Regions from separate parts of the Rattus norvegicus genome. Here regions 2 and 3 are each linked to region 1. The links are chromatin contacts, called in public Hi-C maps. All regions are on one chromosome and are shown on one strand. The core of a region is the stretch at or near the end of the contact, and the rest is flanking DNA. Distances in the headings are between cores, read along the strand shown.

Evidence for each region. A called contact is a pair of places that touch in the nucleus more often than the background predicts.
Region 2: a contact with region 1 is called in a Hi-C map of liver, with 5 times the contacts expected there. The contact joins two enhancer-like sites. A contact is called at or near these places in 4 of 12 Hi-C or Micro-C datasets (hepatocytes, kidney and liver).
Region 3: a Hi-C map of liver shows a contact between it and region 1, with 5 times the contacts expected there. The contact joins two enhancer-like sites. A contact is called at or near these places in 6 of 12 Hi-C or Micro-C datasets (the A7r5 cell line, the Rat2 cell line, kidney and 1 more).

The regions. Positions count from the first base shown.
Region 1 is chr19:71,788,593-71,792,121 of GRCr8, forward strand. No RefSeq gene overlaps it. Among named protein-coding and RNA genes, the nearest start is that of Tomm20, 42 kb to the right of the region's middle. Within about 2 kb of position 1,764, at least 6 of the 93 cell types and tissues checked have an H3K27ac peak or open chromatin away from gene starts, as enhancers often do. A contact at or near this core is called in hepatocytes and liver, where this site is marked.
Region 2 is chr19:71,694,906-71,698,434 of GRCr8, forward strand. No RefSeq gene overlaps it. Among named protein-coding and RNA genes, the nearest start is that of Tomm20, 140 kb to the right of the region's middle. Within about 2 kb of position 1,671, at least 28 of the 93 cell types and tissues checked have an H3K27ac peak or open chromatin away from gene starts, as enhancers often do. A contact at or near this core is called in hepatocytes and liver, where this site is marked.
Region 3 is chr19:71,716,477-71,720,005 of GRCr8, forward strand. LOC102547807 (a long non-coding RNA gene) reads left to right here. Exons shown (of 6, transcript XR_010060536.1): 3 at 896-1,065. Among named protein-coding and RNA genes, the nearest start is that of Tomm20, 110 kb to the right of the region's middle. Within about 2 kb of position 1,530, at least 21 of the 93 cell types and tissues checked have an H3K27ac peak or open chromatin away from gene starts, as enhancers often do. A contact at or near this core is called in liver, where this site is marked.

The sequences.
Region 1 (3,529 bases), core at 514-3,013:
GACCTCGAACTCAAAAAAAAACCCCACAATTTTCTCTTCTTGAGGTGGCCGCCTGCCTTGCTGGCTTTCTGTCTACAGTGCTAATAAAATTGTTTTCAGGTTTCCTTTTGAATCCATTTTCAATCTCTTTCATCTGTGAGACAAGAGAAGGAGCCTGAGTTCCCAATCTGGTTGCCTTCTGGAAGCCGGGTCATCTGCGAAGGAAGACTTGGGGCTGTGAAAAGTGCACAAAAACAGCAGAAACGGACAGGTGAGGCTGCAAGGCCCTGGCCTCAGGTCTGAGGTCAGGGCCTCTGTTCCCAGGTTGCCCAGGGTTTGAGGGTTCCCTAGATGTTTGTCCACCTGTTTGAGTAACAGAGCCCTGGCTTGTTCTCATAAAGAAAAGGGCTGTAACCATTGATATGCAAATGGTGTTTACCCAGGTGGGGCATCTTGTGTGACTGGCTCTGGTAGAGACACTTTATGCTAATGTTCTGCCTCTATTCCAGGCTCTAAAGGGACCTTGTGGGCCTAACCACAGTACAGTGCACATATATAGAATTAGTTGGAAGAGAGGGAGGAAAGAGATGTTGGGGAAGGAGGAAGGGAGACAGAGAGAGAATGAAGTAGCTCTGGGTGCAATGTCTGTCTTGCTCACGTAATAGAATAAACACACATGCCAGAGTAAAAAGAAAAAGTCCTGGACTTGCTACAACTGGCACACACACACACACACACACACACACACACACACACACACACACCTTCCTCTGAGGCACTGGCTCTCACCCTTCCTAATGCTGAGACCTTTTAGTGCAGTCCCTCATGTTGTGGTGACCCCCAACCGTGAAATTATTTTCATTGCTACTTCATAACTGTAATTCTGCTACTGTAAAGCAAACGTCTGATACCTTATATGTGACCCCTGCTAAAGGGTCGTTTGACATCCCTGAGGGAGTCACAGACCCACTGCTCTAAGGACTGGAGATGTGGTTGAGTAACTTGCAGAGGATTGACCAGCATTAGATTCCCAGCAATCACATCAGGAGGCTCACAAGGCGCCATCATTTCTCCAAGGCACCTGCACTCACATGTACACACACGCACACACACACACACACACACACACACACACACACACACACACAGTTTAATAAAAATAATTTTTAGAAATAAACCTTTCACTGAGTCATCTTAATGCAAACTATTATGACGTTTGCATTACTATGGGCAGAGCACACTTTTACTTTTTATTCGTTTTCTGCTTTTGATTCTTCGGTACTAGAGATTGAACACAGGGTCTTGCATACAACAGGCAAGCACTCTACTACTGAGCTATATTCTCCTAATTTTTCTAAAATTCCAATTTCAACACAGGGTCTCTCGGAGTCAGCCAGACGGAACACAAAATTTACAAATCTGTACGAGTTGCAGAGATTGCAGGCATATGCACCAGTCCCGGCTCTTAGCTTTGCATCTGGGCAGAGCCTGTCTGAGAGAAGCCCCCTTGGTACTTCACACTTGTAAACTAAGTGCTTCCTATCGATTGATGGCCGGCAGGATAAAGATAGACTGAGCAGCTCTGGGTGCTCATGTTGCTCAGAAAGTTGTCAGTACCATGATGGTCCAGCCTACTTAGTTCTTAGCACTGCCCCGTGCTTGCTTCTTATAGAACTCTATTTGCTTTATGCCCCTGGACTTAGCAGAGTGCCTGCTTTGGAAGGGGTTTGGTGACAGTTGAGGTTGATGGAGATAGATAGGCAAAAGAGTAAAGTCCACCCTGAATAAAGAAAGGCTTGGAGCAAAGGTTACGCCAGCAGCTGAAGCGCCCAGGAGCAGGCACTCACAGGAGGGAGGCCAGCCTTTGAACCACCTGAACATGCAAAATACACACACGTATCTGCAAAGGAATTTGGCACCAAACATGTGTCATATCGAATGACCTGTTTATAGGGACTGTTCTGGAAAAATGAGACTCAGGTGTCAGCGATGACTAACATCGTCAGCTAAAGAGAGGAGAAGTTGCTCAACCTGGCTTTGGGACAAAGTCAGAGCAGCACCCAGGACAAGTTCCGTGGAGACTGGCAGCTGTGTGGGATCAGGTCCTTTTTTTGCCGAGTGCCTAGTGTTACACTAATTCCTACACAGCAAGTGACTACAAGAACTCAGGGAGCTGACATGCCACTGGCTGTGCTGTGACTAACAGCTTCCAAGGGGATCCTGATACTCTACATCCCGAAGCCTCTCCCACAATCACCCAGCAGCTGCCGACCAGTGTGCTTGGCCAAACTAGAAATCACTCCAAAGCCCCACAGGATGTCCTACCTGAGACATCACTGAAACAACGGTCCAGTAGGAAGGAGCACAGATCAACTGCCTTTGACCATGACCAATGGACACAGCATTCTAGACAGTGCAAGTGTTTGTGTTCATGAGTGCAGGTGCATGTGTGTGTGTGTGTGTGTATACACCTATGTGTATGCCCACGGAGGCCAGTGATCAGCCTTGGAGGATCAAGCGCTGATCCTCACCCTTCTGTGGCAAGCATTTATGCAGTGATTGGATTACCTCGTCAGACCTTGGTTTGCTTTTATAAGCAGTGTGTGTGTGTACGCAGGGCCCTACCGTCTGCACATATACATAGCACACGGCTGCATGTGGCTGAAAGCAAGCCTACCAGTGAGGTCGGGGAGAGCCCTGGGGTCCCAACAGTCAGCTGGGTGATTACACGGACTCAGCATATCACATTTCCCTCGGCAAAATGAAACTCAAGGGATCTGCGTGAGTATATGGCATGGCCAATTATCAGGGTCTTCCAAACACAAATAGGGAAATATAAGAGCTCTGGGATCCCATCTGGTGCTTCTCTTTGGCTGTTATATCAGTTGTAAGAAGACCCTGAAGACCAAGTTCCTTTGGATTTACCTGAGATATTCCAAGGCTAATTTCAACGCACTTACCGTGCATCCGCTGTGCGAGGTGGAGTGCACCAAAACTTTTCTGTGCTAAAGTAGGTCTTGCCTTCAGATGTTTGCTGTGCACAAGAGGATCACACACAGTAACCTCTGGCCCCATGAGTGTTCTTCTGTGCCAACACTCACACTCAACTGTAGTGTGAAGATACCTCATGGGAAAGCACCAGAAGTAAACGCCTACGGAACACGAGAGGATGCCTTCCCTCCCCACAACACCACACTTGGGCCATGAATTAGCCCCTTGTTCAGACATCCATACTGGCTATGCTACCCACCCATCATTTAGCACCCAATTCTGCAATCACACAGATGGTCTTGATGATGCAATGCTTAAATATTCACGTAAAACTTAGACTCTGTTGTAGACACGTACGCACGAGGCGTGTGTGGTATAGGTAATGTTAAGTTCTATCAAAATCCACGAAAACATAGCAGGCAAATAGTGGCTCTGTCTTTCTGCCCCATTACAAATGCCACCAGACGCAGGAGCTAGCATAACTTCTTGACAGAGGAGCAGCTCCCACCACATGCGGCCAAGCGGAAATCCTTTCAGAGACAGACATCTGAGGTCACTT
Region 2 (3,529 bases), core at 421-2,920, 94 kb before region 1:
ACCTGTAACAAGCACTCATTCAGCATGCAAGACCCAGCCCTGGGAAGCCTAGCAAGACCTCACATCAGGGTCCTGAGGAGGCCAGAGACAGAGAGGTGAAGGCAGCAGAGCCTGGGAAAGTCACACCCTATAGTGTGAGCCGACTTTGCTGGCTGTTTCGGGACCTGCAGACAGGGAGGCCTGTGAATTCCAAACACAGTACACAGGTCTTTGGCTTTCCTCAGGCCCCTTCCTTCCTGTCCCTCGGCCTGACCCTCCCCTCCTAGCAGGCCCTTCCTGTTTCGGGGAAGGTCAGCTTGTGGTGGAAGAATGGCCATTGTTCCTCCCTCCTCCTGGTCCCCACTCACATCCGGTCCCTGGTCTCTAAGTTCCCCTTCAGAACAGCCCGACTTTCCTTCTCAAGAAACCTGAGAGACGAAGGCATTTCCTGCCTGGCTACCCCGGTTCCCACCCTCCGTTTCCAGCAGCCTTCAGGCCTGCCAGACCATCAGACTCCCTGCTTTTCTGTGTGGGCAGCCCCACGCCTATGACTTAACAGCTCGGCGTCTCTTTCCTCACATTCTACCTGTCCCAAGATATATTTACCTGGGATCTCAAGTGAAAAGGCAGATGGCGGAGTTCCGTCACCAACACCCTCATGTTGGCAGATGACAGATGCCTCACTGTGGGCTGGTGGCTCTCTACCATGACGTTATGGCCAAGTGAGCTCCAGGGCCTTTCCTACTGGGTGCCTTCTATACTCCCTACTTGATCCCCAACTGCTCCTGCCTGGGGGAACAGGAACCCTTTCTTTTGTCTCCTCACACTAGGGACAGACCCAGGCCCCCCTGTTCTGCTGTGGGATGATTTCTTGGTCCTCTCCACCTTAGCTGCTCAGAGGTCTACCTCCTTTCTGTCACTGACCGTGCATGTACTGCTCACAAAGGGCCAGAGTCCTCTCCAGTGTGTCCAGAGCTACTGGAGTCCCGGGAGATATCTCTGACCACTCCTCACTTCATGATTTATTCAGAAATAGTCCCCCTGAGCAGCTCATGTAGGAGACATTGGCCCATGGATTTGTGTGAGCCCCATTACATCTCAGGGGCCCGGTTGACACACCGTCACTCCCAAGATGGCAGATCAAAGAGACAAGGCAGGAGTCATAGGGGGTATTCTGAAGCTGTCCCCTTTAGCCCCTAGAGACAAGATTTATTTGTGGCAGTTCAGTGACTCCCCTCTGCTACTGGGGTACACACATATGTCACCTCTGCACCCACCGAGGTCAGGATGGGTCCGTGACGTCTACATTCAGCCTTATTCCCAGTCCCGTGGACACTGAACTAATCTCTAAGACAGCAAGCATCAAGGATTCCAGCAGACTCTGCTGCACCATTAAACTTCATCAACACACACAGACATCCACTTTCCCTCTGGCCCAAGGTCTAACCAAAACATCGTCTCTTCGGGCTGTAGTGAAGATTAAGCCGAAAGCTTTGTTGACTGTACATGCAGTCGCTGGCAGATGCTCACCGGGAGCATCCTGGCCGATCCTTGTCATTTGTCCTCCATGTCATGTCAGCACGCACCAGTGTGAGAGCTAAACAGAGCCACTATGAAGTCCCAAAGTGTCCCATTGCTATTATTAGGCTGTGACAGGCTGTCAAGCCAGGAGAAGTGACCTGGCTCAGAGGACTTCAACCTCTGAACAAATGTCGTCATCTCCCCGAGTTCCTGAATCCACTGTCACTAGGGTTGGGACATTCTCTTCAAGAGCCAGCTCCAAAGTCAGATTGTAGGAAGTTGTGCAATTGGTGAGGTTCGCTGACAGGGATGACTTTTATCTTTTACACATTGACCCTGGTGTTCCTGGAAGCTAATATGTGTGAACGTTATGTTCTCCGCCCCCTTTCACCCCTCCCCTTCTGTCCTCTGTCCTTCAATCAAACCATGTGTGTGTGGTACCCACAGTTCCCAGGAGACCTGGCCAGAACCCCAATGGCACTCTCATGCCCCTAGAGCATGTACACATACATCTCTGGGGCTCTTTCCTTTTAAATCCTTATGCCTGACTATTCCCTGTCAGATCTATAGAAGCCAATGTAGGGACCAAGTCGCAGGTCATAAAACATTGGCTGGACTCCTCACTCCTCGGGGACAAATGAACCAGTATCCTCTCAGAGGCCATGATCCAAGGCAGAGAGAGAATGGGGAAACCATCCTCCCACTTCCTTTGGAAGATGGTGACGAGCAGCTAAAGACACTTTTCTACAGGTTGTGGGCGAAGTGGACTGGGCACATAGAAACCTACACCAGATGTAGGGTCCACAGAGCTGTGTGGTTGACTGCAGGTAACAGCCCAAAGTTGGTACTTGGCAAACATGGATGGGTAGATGAGGGGAGTTCTGGGGAGCAGCTCTGTAATGATGGCTGCTTAGCACTGTTGTGGCTTGTGGCTTCCTCAGTAAAATGTGTTTGAACAAATGGAGCTGCACTTTGTTCAAAATGGCCCCCCAAATTGTTCCCCCTAGTAACTCCCCTTTAGTTTGGAATTTCCAAACTTAGCTTAGCTTTTGGCTTAGCTTTCTGTCCCCAAATGAGAAACTCTCCTGATTTTTTTCCCTTTGTTTTGAGGCTCTGTTATCCCTACACCCAGTTGCCAAGCCTCTGACGATAAACTTCATCAAAACAGTACGCATGTGTTACAACCTCTGTTCCAGAAACAGACATTCACTAGGGCCTATGTGTGTTTGCAGAATGGTTTCCAAATTTGACCTGTGTCCCCAAAGCAGAGATCACCAGAGAGAGCTGTTACTACATCTCTGTCTTGCCCCCAGGCAATACACAGAGGCCAGAACGCCATGTGCTGGGAGCCGTGCCATTCCTCCAGCTCCTTTCACCTTTGGGATCAATGCCCCCCCCCAAAGTGTGTGGTGGTTCGATACCAGAAATACACTGTCCATGTGTGTTACTGAGGGTCACTGGTGAGATCTGCCCCTAGTCCCTGCCCACAAAACCCCTTTCCCTGTTGGAAACCCTTCCTCTGTCTGGAAACTGGTTCTGTACCTTTGTTGCAGGCAACCTCAAGGCAGGACTCGTCCAGTGTGTTCTTTGCTTTCCCAACATACCTGCAGCATTTCCCAGCCTTCATTCAATTTTCTAGTCCGCCTTTGAATGAGTCAAGTATAATAAAAATACCAGTACTGGGGTACTTTATTTTAAAAAAAAATGTTTGTTTCACACAGTATTGTTCGAGAACACGATGTCAGTTCTGGAAAAGGCTCCCTGAGCATGTAAGATCACAGAAGATAACATCAAGGGGGAAATTATGTGGAAAGACAGAAAGTCAGAAAGAAATGGGGAAGGGATCAGTTTTTCTCCTTTATTAAAAACCACCTCTCAAGAACCAAGAGGGGCTATCAGGAGAACTACACTAATCCCTCCCTCAGGCAAGACCAACCCCGACCACTCATCTCCCATTAGGTCAGCTCTGCAGGCTCAGGTAGTAAGTGAGTCTAGGGTGTTGGAGAAAAAATTGGAAGATCTGTGGAGT
Region 3 (3,529 bases), core at 280-2,779, 72 kb before region 1:
TGGCTCTGCTCACATCTCTGTGAGTCAACCTTACTGTGTGACAAGGGCCCTCCGGCCTCTTTCTCCTCAGTTTGTTCTGTTTTTGCTGATGACTGGATTTAATGAGGAAGTGCTGTCAGCAGAAGAGAAAGGAAACCTTAGCCCAACACCCCCTCCCCAGGAACCGGTTCCAAGTTGCTCTCCTGTGAGGTGTAAATGTTCTTCTCCAAGCTAAGTCAAGTAGTACAGACCTGCCCTGCTAGCTACTCCAGGAGAGCTGAGGCAGGAGGATAATCACCCCCCTTATTCCACTTTACAAGATAAAGCATCATCTCAGATTTTTAAAATAAATTGATAAATTAATAGCAAAAGGGGCCGGGTATATAGGGTAATGGTAGAACACATTCTAGAATGTGCCAGGTCCTGGGTTTAATCAGTCTTTAGTAACACATACAGACACACACACATACACACATATACACACACACATTCACATAAACATTCACTCAACATGCATATATACCATATATACATATATACCACACACATACACACATACAAACATACACATATGCCATACATAAAAACACATGCATACACTCACAAACCACACACACAATATTATGCACTCAGACGTACACACAGAGAGACACATACATACACAAACACACATACACATTTACATAAACACACACTCACAGTCACACATACACTCCTACACATACAACCACACACACAAACATGCACACACAGACCACACACATTTATATACACTCAGACATACACAGACAAATACATACCATACATACACACACACACATACACATACACTCATACATATATACGACATTTTCTCTCTCTCTCTCCTTCTCTCTCTCTCTCTCTTTCTCTCTTCCTCTCTCTTCTTTGACTCTAGTCCTTGAAAGGAGTCTCTGGAGAAATTTCTGGAAGGAGAAGACAGAAGCTACATTTCAGCCACATAAATGACACGTGATGCTGATGTTGACGAATGCTGCCCCACTGTTTATTGAACACCACCAGCCCCTCTCATCTGCTCCCTTATTGGGTCCCAGAGCAACCTAGGAGGTTGGTTTATTTGATTCTGATCTACTTTTATTTCACAGCCAAGAAAACTGAGGCCAAAGATGTCTGAAGTCAGAGCCATTTATCTTCCATCCCCCGCAGGGGTGTCCACTGTGCCTGCCCCGGTCATAATGGCTTTCTGCTAAGGATGTCACCACACCTTCTTGATGGAGACTTGCCACCTGCCCTGGGCAACCAGCCCTTCTGAAAGCGAGCTCGATTCCAAACTCAGGGTTAATGATAAAACTGAACAACGTAAGGCCTGGCCTTCCCTCTCCCTCTTTATCAACATGTGACTTAGGTTTGAGTGCCAAGCTAAACCTTTCAAGAGCCACATCCTCGGCGGTGACTTATTAAAGGGTAAATCAAAGTTTGCTGGGAGAGAAAAGCAAATACCCAATACTCAGCATGCCAGGCTGATCCCGAGCCCACTTCCTGGTTCCACTGTTGACTTGGGCTGTAATTCTAGATAAGTGTGAATACGTTCACCACCCTGGGCCCAGAGGGCAAGCCTGGGAAGAGAGCCCGGGACAGAGCCTGTCCCTGCCCCTTACACACACACACACACCAGGACCTGACAAGAAGCTGGCTCTCACGGTTTGCCTCAGAGGGGAAAACCTCAGACAAAATCAAGGCAGGTACAGAGCTCTCTACACAGCCTCTTGTCCTTGTGTCTGTGTTTGTGAAGAAGTGGGTCACCCACATGTCACGTCACCAATAGAACCTTCCCGTCCTTTGGCTCTGCTCACCCATAATTAGCGGAACTGAGGAGGAGAGGAGCTGCACTTTGGGCCTCAGATGGCAGGGCAGAGAAATCAGAGCAAAGTTGACAAGAGTCAACCGTAATCACATAGTAAGTGTTTTTTTTTTTTTTTTTCAAAGAAACAAATAAAAAACAGCCAGAAAGTGGGTCAGCGCTTACAGTAAGGTCAGAGGCAGGAAACTGGGACAAACTTCAAGTCCTGAGAGGAGAAACAGGAGTTGTGTTTTCTGAATACAGACTTGTGCTATCTTTGGGATTTTACCCCCTGCTGATGCTTTCTCCTTTGCCTCCTGAATACACAGGGCCTTAGTTCCAATACTCCATCTTCCCAGAGGCTGAAGACAAAAGGCACTTAAAAAGACTTTACGGAGATCCAGGCATGGTAGTGTATGCCTGTAACCCAGAAGCAGAGGGGGGATCAGGAATCAGGGGTCTTCCTCAGCTATACAGCACTTTCCAGGGCAGCTTGGCTACATAAAATCTTGTCTCAAAAAAAAAAAAAAAAGAAAAAGAAATGCAGTAGGAAGGAAGGAAGGAAGGAAAAAGGGAGGAAGAAGGGAGGAAGAAAGGAAGGACGGAAGGAAGGAAGGAAGGACAGAAGGAAGGAAGGAAAAAGGGAGGAAGAAGAAAGGAAGGATAAAGGAAACAAGTAACTCCCAGGCTAGCAGGAAGAATCACAGCAAGAGGGTGCTTGTCTGAGAGACTGCAATCTACTCTTAAAGCCACCCATCCTGTGGATCTACCAATAGGGTCAATTCAGATGCCTCCAGAGCACTTTTTGCACCAATTACCGTGAAGTACACGTATGTGCACATGCACACGCATGCAGGTTACCAGCAACTCCTGTCATTGTCCACATATCTGTGGCATCCCAGTGTGCTAGGCACACAGGCAGCATGCAAGAATACACATATACACATATACACATGATGTGTGCATAGTATACACATACACACGTGTACCCAGCACATGTGCATGGCACAACTTCCTACCTGTTCCTCCTTCGTGCACACGAGAGCACCCAAGTATGCGCAAGACACATACGCTCACGGTATTTACCACGGTATCCATTCACATACCTGTTAACTGCTTCCACACACTGTAAACACATGAAGCCCATGTCCGCACACTCAATACAGTTGGAGCTCTGAATCTGTGAATTCTGCAGCCGTGGGATCAACCAACTTCAAATGGGGGAGGAGATTTGTGTCTTTACTACAGGCTTTTTGCTACAGTCCCTGAACAATTCAGTACAGTTAGCATTTACACTATTGGGCACAGCAAGTCTGAAGGTGACTGGTGTGCAGACAGATATGTCTATCCTATGCAAGCACTCACATCATTGTATATTAGAGATAAGAATCTGCAGATCCCAGAACCAGTCTCCCGTGGGTCCCAGAAACCCCCGTACTCCTGCGTGTGCACATCATGGACCTTGTGCGCACACACAGTAGGCCTGCATTCCTCTTGCTCTCTCTGTAACCTTAAGACTTTAGCAGTTGTTAGCTTTCATTCTTGGCAGGATTGTACTTCCTGGTGGCCTTGGGGACGTGTTTGGGTCAGATTTATCAGGCTTATGTGGGAGGGGCATATAATCATCCAGACTCTGGGTTTCAGGTTCCGGGGACCCAGGACTGGCAAAGCAGCATGTTTTGGTGAGAGTTAACCGTGCTTGTTGATTTTCTGGAGTCTTGAAATACACGC